Linked DNA regions of Lactuca sativa: region 2 is linked to region 1. Evidence: chromatin contacts called from public Hi-C data. All regions are on one chromosome and are shown on one strand. Each heading gives the region's core, a stretch centred on a gene start, on an enhancer-like site or on the middle of the called end of the contact. The rest is flanking DNA. Distances are from core to core; before and after follow the strand shown. Region 1 holds the start of LOC111918259. Region 2 holds the start of LOC111918195 (protein CHROMATIN REMODELING 35).

Region 1 (3,645 bases), core at 776-3,275:
GAAAAAACCAAAAAAAAAAAAAAAAAAAAATTTACACTGCGTGCCGGAAATTGAGCAGTGGCCCGGGACCCCAAATGCCCCACTAAGGTCCGCCGGTGTATCCATGCAAACGAAGGTATATTAAATTCTTCTACTTCAAAATGCAATACACGTGCTCCCATAGTTGGTAATGTATCATCTATAATGTTACTAAGACCAGGTCCTCTAGTATTTGCACCATTGATCCATATCGTACTCTTCATCTCAATAATATGTTAATTACCCCTGATATGATAAAAAATCTAGTCTCTGTTCCTAAATTCACTAGAGATAACAATTGTTCTATTGAGTTTGATGCTTTTGGTTTTTCTGTGAAGGACTTCAAGACTCATCAAGTTCTTCTCCGCTGTAATAACTCGGGTGCTTTATACTCCATTACTGCTCCTTCTACTCAAGTTTTTGCAACTCTTAATTTTTCTGTTTGGCATCAACGTTTAGATCACCCCGGTGACAATGTTTTTATACAATTAGTTTCCATAATTTTATCAAGTGTAATAAAACCAAGTTGCCTCATCTTTGTCCCACTTGTCAAGCGGGCAAACATGTCCGACTTCCTTTCAGTCTTTCGGATTCTAATGTTTCTTTTCCTTTTGATATTATTCATTCTGATGTTTGGACATCTCCTTTGATGAGTGATAGTGGTTTAAAATATTATGTTGTTTTTTGGACCATTTTTTCGCACTATGTTTGGGTGTATCCATTGAAGCGTAAATCTAATGTTTTTGCCAAGTTTGTCAATTTTCGTGGCTATGTTCGAAATCAGTTCAATCGTGACATTAAGGCCTTTCAATGTGATGATGGGAGAGAATTTGACAGCCATTATTTTCATGATATTTGTGACAATAATGATATTTCCATTCGTTGTTCGTGCTCGTACACCTCTCAACAAAATGGAAAATCCGAGCGACAAGAGGGAACACTGGTGATCGAAATGATTTGAAAAGTAGCACGACAAGAGTCAATTGATGTGAAATAGTTTTAAAAAAGGAAAGACTTTACTGGTTATTTGAAATATGGATTTGATGTGTTATATGTTTTTGGATATGAGCAATTACCTGTGATGAGTATCATATGTTTGGGATTTGGTTACTCTTGTTGAGTTTTCACGGTTTTGGGATTTAATTAATTGATTTGGAGTTGGTTACTCGTGATGAATTTTCATGTGTTGTGAAATGAATGCGTTCATAAATTTTCATGTGTTGTGAAATGAATTCAATCAATAAGTAAATTTAAAAGGAATAATTTTTTTTTTTTTTTTTTTTTTGGAAAAGTTATGTTTGGGCTGTGACTTGCCAATATACTGGATGACAGGCTATATCGTTATAGCCCTGGGACGGGCAATGGATCTCATAGACAATGTTTTAGGGGTATAGATTCACCATATATGCAAAAGTTGTGTTTTTAGGGTATAGATTTCATGTATGCACATGTTACCTACATAATTTATGTTTTGAGGTAATACATCCTCGTATGCATGAGTTATGATTTGAGGTAATGAGAACTCGTATGTGTGAGTTATATATTTTTGAGGAGATAGAGTTCCCATATGTGTAGTTTATTGCAATGTTTATATTATGACTTGTTTGTGTTTACAAAGTTGCCAATGTATTTCAAATATGATTTTGAAAGCATGTTTTGAACTGTAATATCAAGTTAAAAACCCATATAGTTCACGAGTCTATTAACTTACGTAGTATTTTTAAATGGATATGTATTCCGGTATGAAAATTAAAGCTTAGAGATACGCTGCTAAGAAAACTTATGGAAGACTTAACAAAGTCTTTAGGTATATAATCTTTTCATTTTTACAATGGTTGTTTATATTATTTTTGTAAAACCATATTTTTCTATGAACATCTCCGAACACCCCTTTGGCTTTATTTTAACAGTGAACATCTCTAACTAGATTTTGTTTTCAAAACTTTAAATACAAGTACTTATATGCATTTATTTAGAATATGAGGGGCTTGAAATGTAAATATAGGGTGACACGCAGATGGCTCGGCTCACGTCAACGGAGCTCGAAGAGATGCACATGGTGTACGACCATTTTCAATTTTCACGCGAAGTCTTGAACAATTTTGTTCTTGAAAAACTCGAATTCAGATGCAGATGCACTTTGATTTGTAAATTAAAATTTAATAAACCTATAAATTCCTGATCACCGATCTACATAACCTAGAAATTTTCATCGATATTCAGAGAAAAAGTTGATTTTTTTTTTGTAATGAAGGATTCTTCAGAAGTAGTTTAGAACGATGAATCAGATGATGGAAAAATGTTCTTCTGACAATGAAGATCCAGAGAAAAAGCAGAAGGAAAAAGAGGATGTTACTGCAGATCCAGAATTCTTTAGCTGCATGCTTCAGCCATGTTCCGCGAACTCCGATCCTAATTACATCGGGGCCCGCCGTCTTCTACTATCTCGCAAGGCTCGATCCGGTGTTCTTCAGCGAAAGGTACTATTACACTTTGCTCAATTTTACTTTTTCTATACTGAAATGTAGTTAAAATCGAAGTTTTTTTCTCCTGATTGTAATTGATACACATTGACGGAAAATTAGTGTGTGTAAATTGCTATAGCAATTGTCGAGTGAATATGTTTTAAAAGACATAGTGCGCCTTGAAATCAAACCTCATTAGAGAATGGAGAGAAACATCCTTACTCGGACTTACAAATGGAGTTCCCAAATCGGCAACTATTATGTTTAAGCAGCAACATAAACTGTTATGATTGTGGTTTGTAGGATTGGAGATGCAATGGCAAAGGCTATGTTGGTTATCGCAATTTTATTACCAAATTGGAGAATCGAATGAAGTTGCAGTCACCTAGCCACCTGAGTAGTCCTGGAACCAGGTGATTGCCATTTTTACTTGATGTTCTACTTGCTTCAGCTTCAAATTTCATAAATTCTCATTATTGGATTCACCAAATGAACTTACACGCCAGAATTACTTGCAAACATCCATAATTACACAAGTTCTTTCAGGAATTTAATGTGGTTAGATCAATGCAGAGACACAAGCTTCAAGTAGTACATTAATCATGAATGTGCAACTATATGTAGAGTGTAATGTGAATCTTGGTTTGATATAATTCTGACATCAGGTTAATTTACTGGTTGATTCATCAGTGGGCAATGGGCACCATCTTCAGGTCCAGCCTCCATTACACATGACATAGACAGCTGGAGTTTTAGCAGGGTATGCTTCCTTTCTTTATTTTCATCTATCATCTATACTTACCTTTTGATTATTATACCATATCTTTTGAGGTGTTAAATTGTATTATTACAGGATCCAAGTGAAAGCCAAACAGTGAGTCGCACAAACAGTATAAGATCAAATTTAAGTGAAACTGATCATTCACGTAGAAAAACTGAACCAGCATATTCTTTTGTGGGAATGCATTGCATATTTGATGAATGCAAATCCATGGGTAATTAATTTTCCAAGATCAATCTGTCTCCCCAATCCTTGTTTTATCATTGTAACATTGATTTATTTTTTATAATATTTCTCCAGTTACTGTTATAAAGTTTGGGAATATGAGCTCTGATTTACTTGCATTTGGAGCAACTGATGGAACTTTGTCAGTTTGTACTG
Region 2 (3,645 bases), core at 523-3,022, 130 kb after region 1:
ACTACATGTTGATAAATTTATACTAGAAGTGTGACTTTGAGGAAGATAACAGATAAATATTTTCATGTTACCTTTGAGGATTCCAATCCAACGTTCATTTCTTGCCAAATATCAGCAAGCCCATCAAAGTCAGCTTCGGATTGTGAATTACTCTCTTCCACATCGGAATCGGAATCAACACCAACATAGACACCTTTAAAGTGCTTTTTCTTTTCAACCTCTACATCATTATCATTATTTTTCTCTTTTTCATCTTTTGACTCGACAACAATATCTGTAATTGTATTCCCTTCTTCTACACCTTCTCTTTCTCCTTTTCCTCCTTTTCCTTTTCCCCTTGGTCTCCCTCTCCCTTTCCCACCCCCACCCCCATTCACATTCCCACTCCCACTCCCACCCCCTACCCCCACCCCTCTCCCTCCTCCTCCTCCTCCTCCTCCTCCTCCCCCTCCTCCTTTCCCAACTGAAGCTTGACCTTGACCATAATCTCCCTCCTACATGGAGATAAAACCAAAACATCATATTTATACAACACGTATTAATTCAAACCAGAAATCTTCACTGGAATCCCAAAAAGATTCAAGGCAGCTTACCAGAAATTGTTTCATTGAAAACTGGCCTTCAGGCTTATTCAAGACTATGTCTCTGTAAGGTTGAAAAGGCCTTGCGGATGTGGGTTCATCATCATCTGATCCTATGATGACAACAGAATCAGGTGCATTTGTATCATGACCCATGCCCATGGCATCATCAAACATAACCACATCCCTCACATGATTTGCAACTGAAACCTCCTTCACAGGATTTGGAAATGGAGCCTCCTTCACAGGGTATGTGTCCATTAAATCAGCCCCAAGTGAAGGATACCTTCTAAAACAAGGCATCAACGTCTGTTTTCTTAGTGAAAGAATATTTTCTATGTCTTTTGTAACAGACCCATATTTAGGTGAATCAAAGCTTGCCACAAAGTTTCTAACATCAAATGGATCATTATAATCAATGGTTTTCTTTTGCTTCTTTGCATCAAATGTGCGCTTAGTGTACAGTGGGTTTGGAGATATGATTTCTTCACCATTGCTCATTTGTCCCTTGATTATTTCTGAAACAAACATACAAAACACAAACCAAGGAAAGTGAGAAAATTTTGCATCTAGACAACATTTAGAAGGGATATACCGAAATCATTTGCAAAATTGACAAAATCGAGCAGGTCAATTGCGTGATCATCCCAAAAAAATAACAAATTGAATACATAAACATTTATGTCTACATATACATAGTGAGAAGAAAAAGAGTACCAGAGGGTTTAAAGCTTGTGCTATAATGCGTGTTCATCCGGTCTTCGACGTCCATTGACTGTTACAAAAAGGGGGGATTATAATTATATGATCGATAGAATCACATGCATTTAGGATAACAATCACCCGTTCATCGTATACAGACAACACAGCTGAAAATCGACGGAAGAAAACATGTGGGAAATAAACCCTAAACATTTGCAACAAAACCCAACAAATTAAAGAGGATAATGACTTACATTGTTGATCCAGCGGGATTGCCACGTTTGTTTAACGATTCTTTCGAGTGAATAGAAAGATTAGAGAGAAAAGGACGGTTGAAGAACAGCTATGGGGGAACTGAAGTGAGTTTGGAGTCGGGTGAATTTTGATGCAAAGCAGGGAATAAAACAAGCAAAGGCTTCGGGGAACTGGGAACTGGGAAGCCTAACGGAGCTTTGCAGATTCTTTTCTTTTATTCTTTCTCACTTTAGGTGTTAGGTAGTGGTGTTTATGTAGAATTCTAAAAAATAGAAGGACAATATTATTATTAGCCAATAAATTACGAGTAAATTCGGCAAATGACCAAAATATATGGAGAGTTTGAAGAAAATGACCGTAAAAATAAAGATTTTAGGAAATGACCATAGGTTTCACAGAGGGGTTCTGCAGAACCATAAACACCTCTGCCGAATGTAAACACCTCTGTGGATCTTGGTTTTTTCATTTTTTTTTTTTTTCGTTTTCTGTTTTTTTTTCGTTTATTAATATATTTTTTTAATCACATAAGGTATTATGTGATTATTATATAAAAGAAAATTCGTTTTTCCTTTCTTATTTAATTACCCGTTTATAAAATTGTGTGTTTAATAAAAATTATACAAATATTCTATGTTTTTTATAAAATTACACACACTGGTATTCTAAATAATAAACATACTTTAAGTAGGTTAAAAAAGATACTTTAGAAAACATAAACATACAACCTTTATAATAAACATACTTTGAAATAAACTTCATTAAAGTCTCTGTGGATCATCTACAGCTCTGTGAAATATTTGCTTTTTGATTTTTTTTAATTTTTTTTTCTTTTTTTTGTTTTTTGTGTTCATTTTAATTTATTAATATTAATTTTTTTTTTAAATACACTAATACCTTATGTGATTATTATGTAAAAAAATTGACAAAAAAGTTAAAAATAATGAAATGATTTATATAATACGTTTGCTATTGATGTATGTTTTCTATGTATTTTTACTATTTTGTATTTACAAATCACTCTCCACAAACACAATGAAAAAACAATTTCTATTGGTAATTGAAACTCACAAACTCACAAAAACCCATTAAAATACGTCTATAACTTTTATAACTAATCCGTAGAGGTGTATACAGATCCGCAGAGGTGTACACTGATCCGCAAAGATGTATACTGATCCGCAGAGGTGTACACAGATCCGCAAAGGTGTATACTGATCCTCAGATGTGTACACTGATTCGCAGATGTGTACACTAATCCGCTGATAACAGTTCTGTAGATTCCCAAACAGTATTGTGGACTGATATTAACCATAAGTTCATTATTTTTAACCTCTTTTTGTCAATTTTTTACATAAACATAAGGTATTAGTGTATTAAAAAAATTAATATTAATAAACGAAAACAAAAAATAGAAAAAACAAAAAAACGAAAAAAATAAAAATTAAAAAACTCAATATCCGCAGAGATGTTTCGGTTCCTCAGAAGCAAACGTATTACATAAAACATTTCATTATTTTTAACATTTTTTGTAGAATTTTTTACATAATAATCACATAATGTATTAGTGTATTTAAAAAAAAGTTATATTAATAAACAAAAATGAACGCAAAAAAAATAAATAAATAAAAATAAAATAAAATCAAAAATCAAAAATCAAAAAACAAAGATTCCGCAAAGCTGTAGAGGATCCGCAGAGTCTTTAATGAAGTTTATTTCAAAGTATGTTTATTATGAAGGTTATATGTTTATGTTTTTAAAGTATGTTTTGTAACCTACTTAAAGTATGTTTATTATTCAGAGTACCGGTGTGTGTAATTTTATAAAAAACATAGTATATTTGTATAATTTTTATTAAACACGTAACTTTTATAAACGGGTAATTAAATAAGAAAAATAAAAAACGAAAACAATTTTTTTTTACATAATAATCACATAGTACCTTATGTGATTAAAAAAATATTAATAAACGAAAACAAAAAAACAAAAAAAATGAAAAAAACCAAGATCCGCAAAGGTGTTCACATTCCGCAGAGATGTTTATGGTTCCGCAGAACCCCCTCTGCAGAACATGTGGTCATTTTCTGAAATGTTCATTTTTGTGGTCATT

Evidence for each region. A called contact is a pair of places that touch in the nucleus more often than the background predicts.
Region 2: a Hi-C map of leaf shows a contact between it and region 1, with 5 times the contacts expected there. The contact joins the promoter of LOC111918195 here to the promoter of LOC111918259 in region 1. A contact is called at or near these places in 3 of 4 Hi-C or Micro-C datasets (bud and leaf).

The regions. Positions count from the first base shown.
Region 1 is chr9:197,583,471-197,587,115 of Lsat_Salinas_v11, forward strand. It overlaps LOC111918259, which reads left to right and starts at 2,026. Exons shown (of 13, transcript XM_023913950.2): 1 at 2,026-2,165; 2 at 2,273-2,498; 3 at 2,787-2,896; 4 at 3,174-3,243; 5 at 3,337-3,478; 6 at 3,565-3,645. The coding sequence starts at 2,298.
Region 2 is chr9:197,717,960-197,721,604 of Lsat_Salinas_v11, forward strand. LOC111918195 (protein CHROMATIN REMODELING 35) reads right to left here and starts at 1,773. Exons shown (of 7, transcript XM_042898007.2): 1 at 1,538-1,773; 2 at 1,299-1,450; 3 at 594-1,099; 4 at 72-494. The coding sequence starts at 1,353.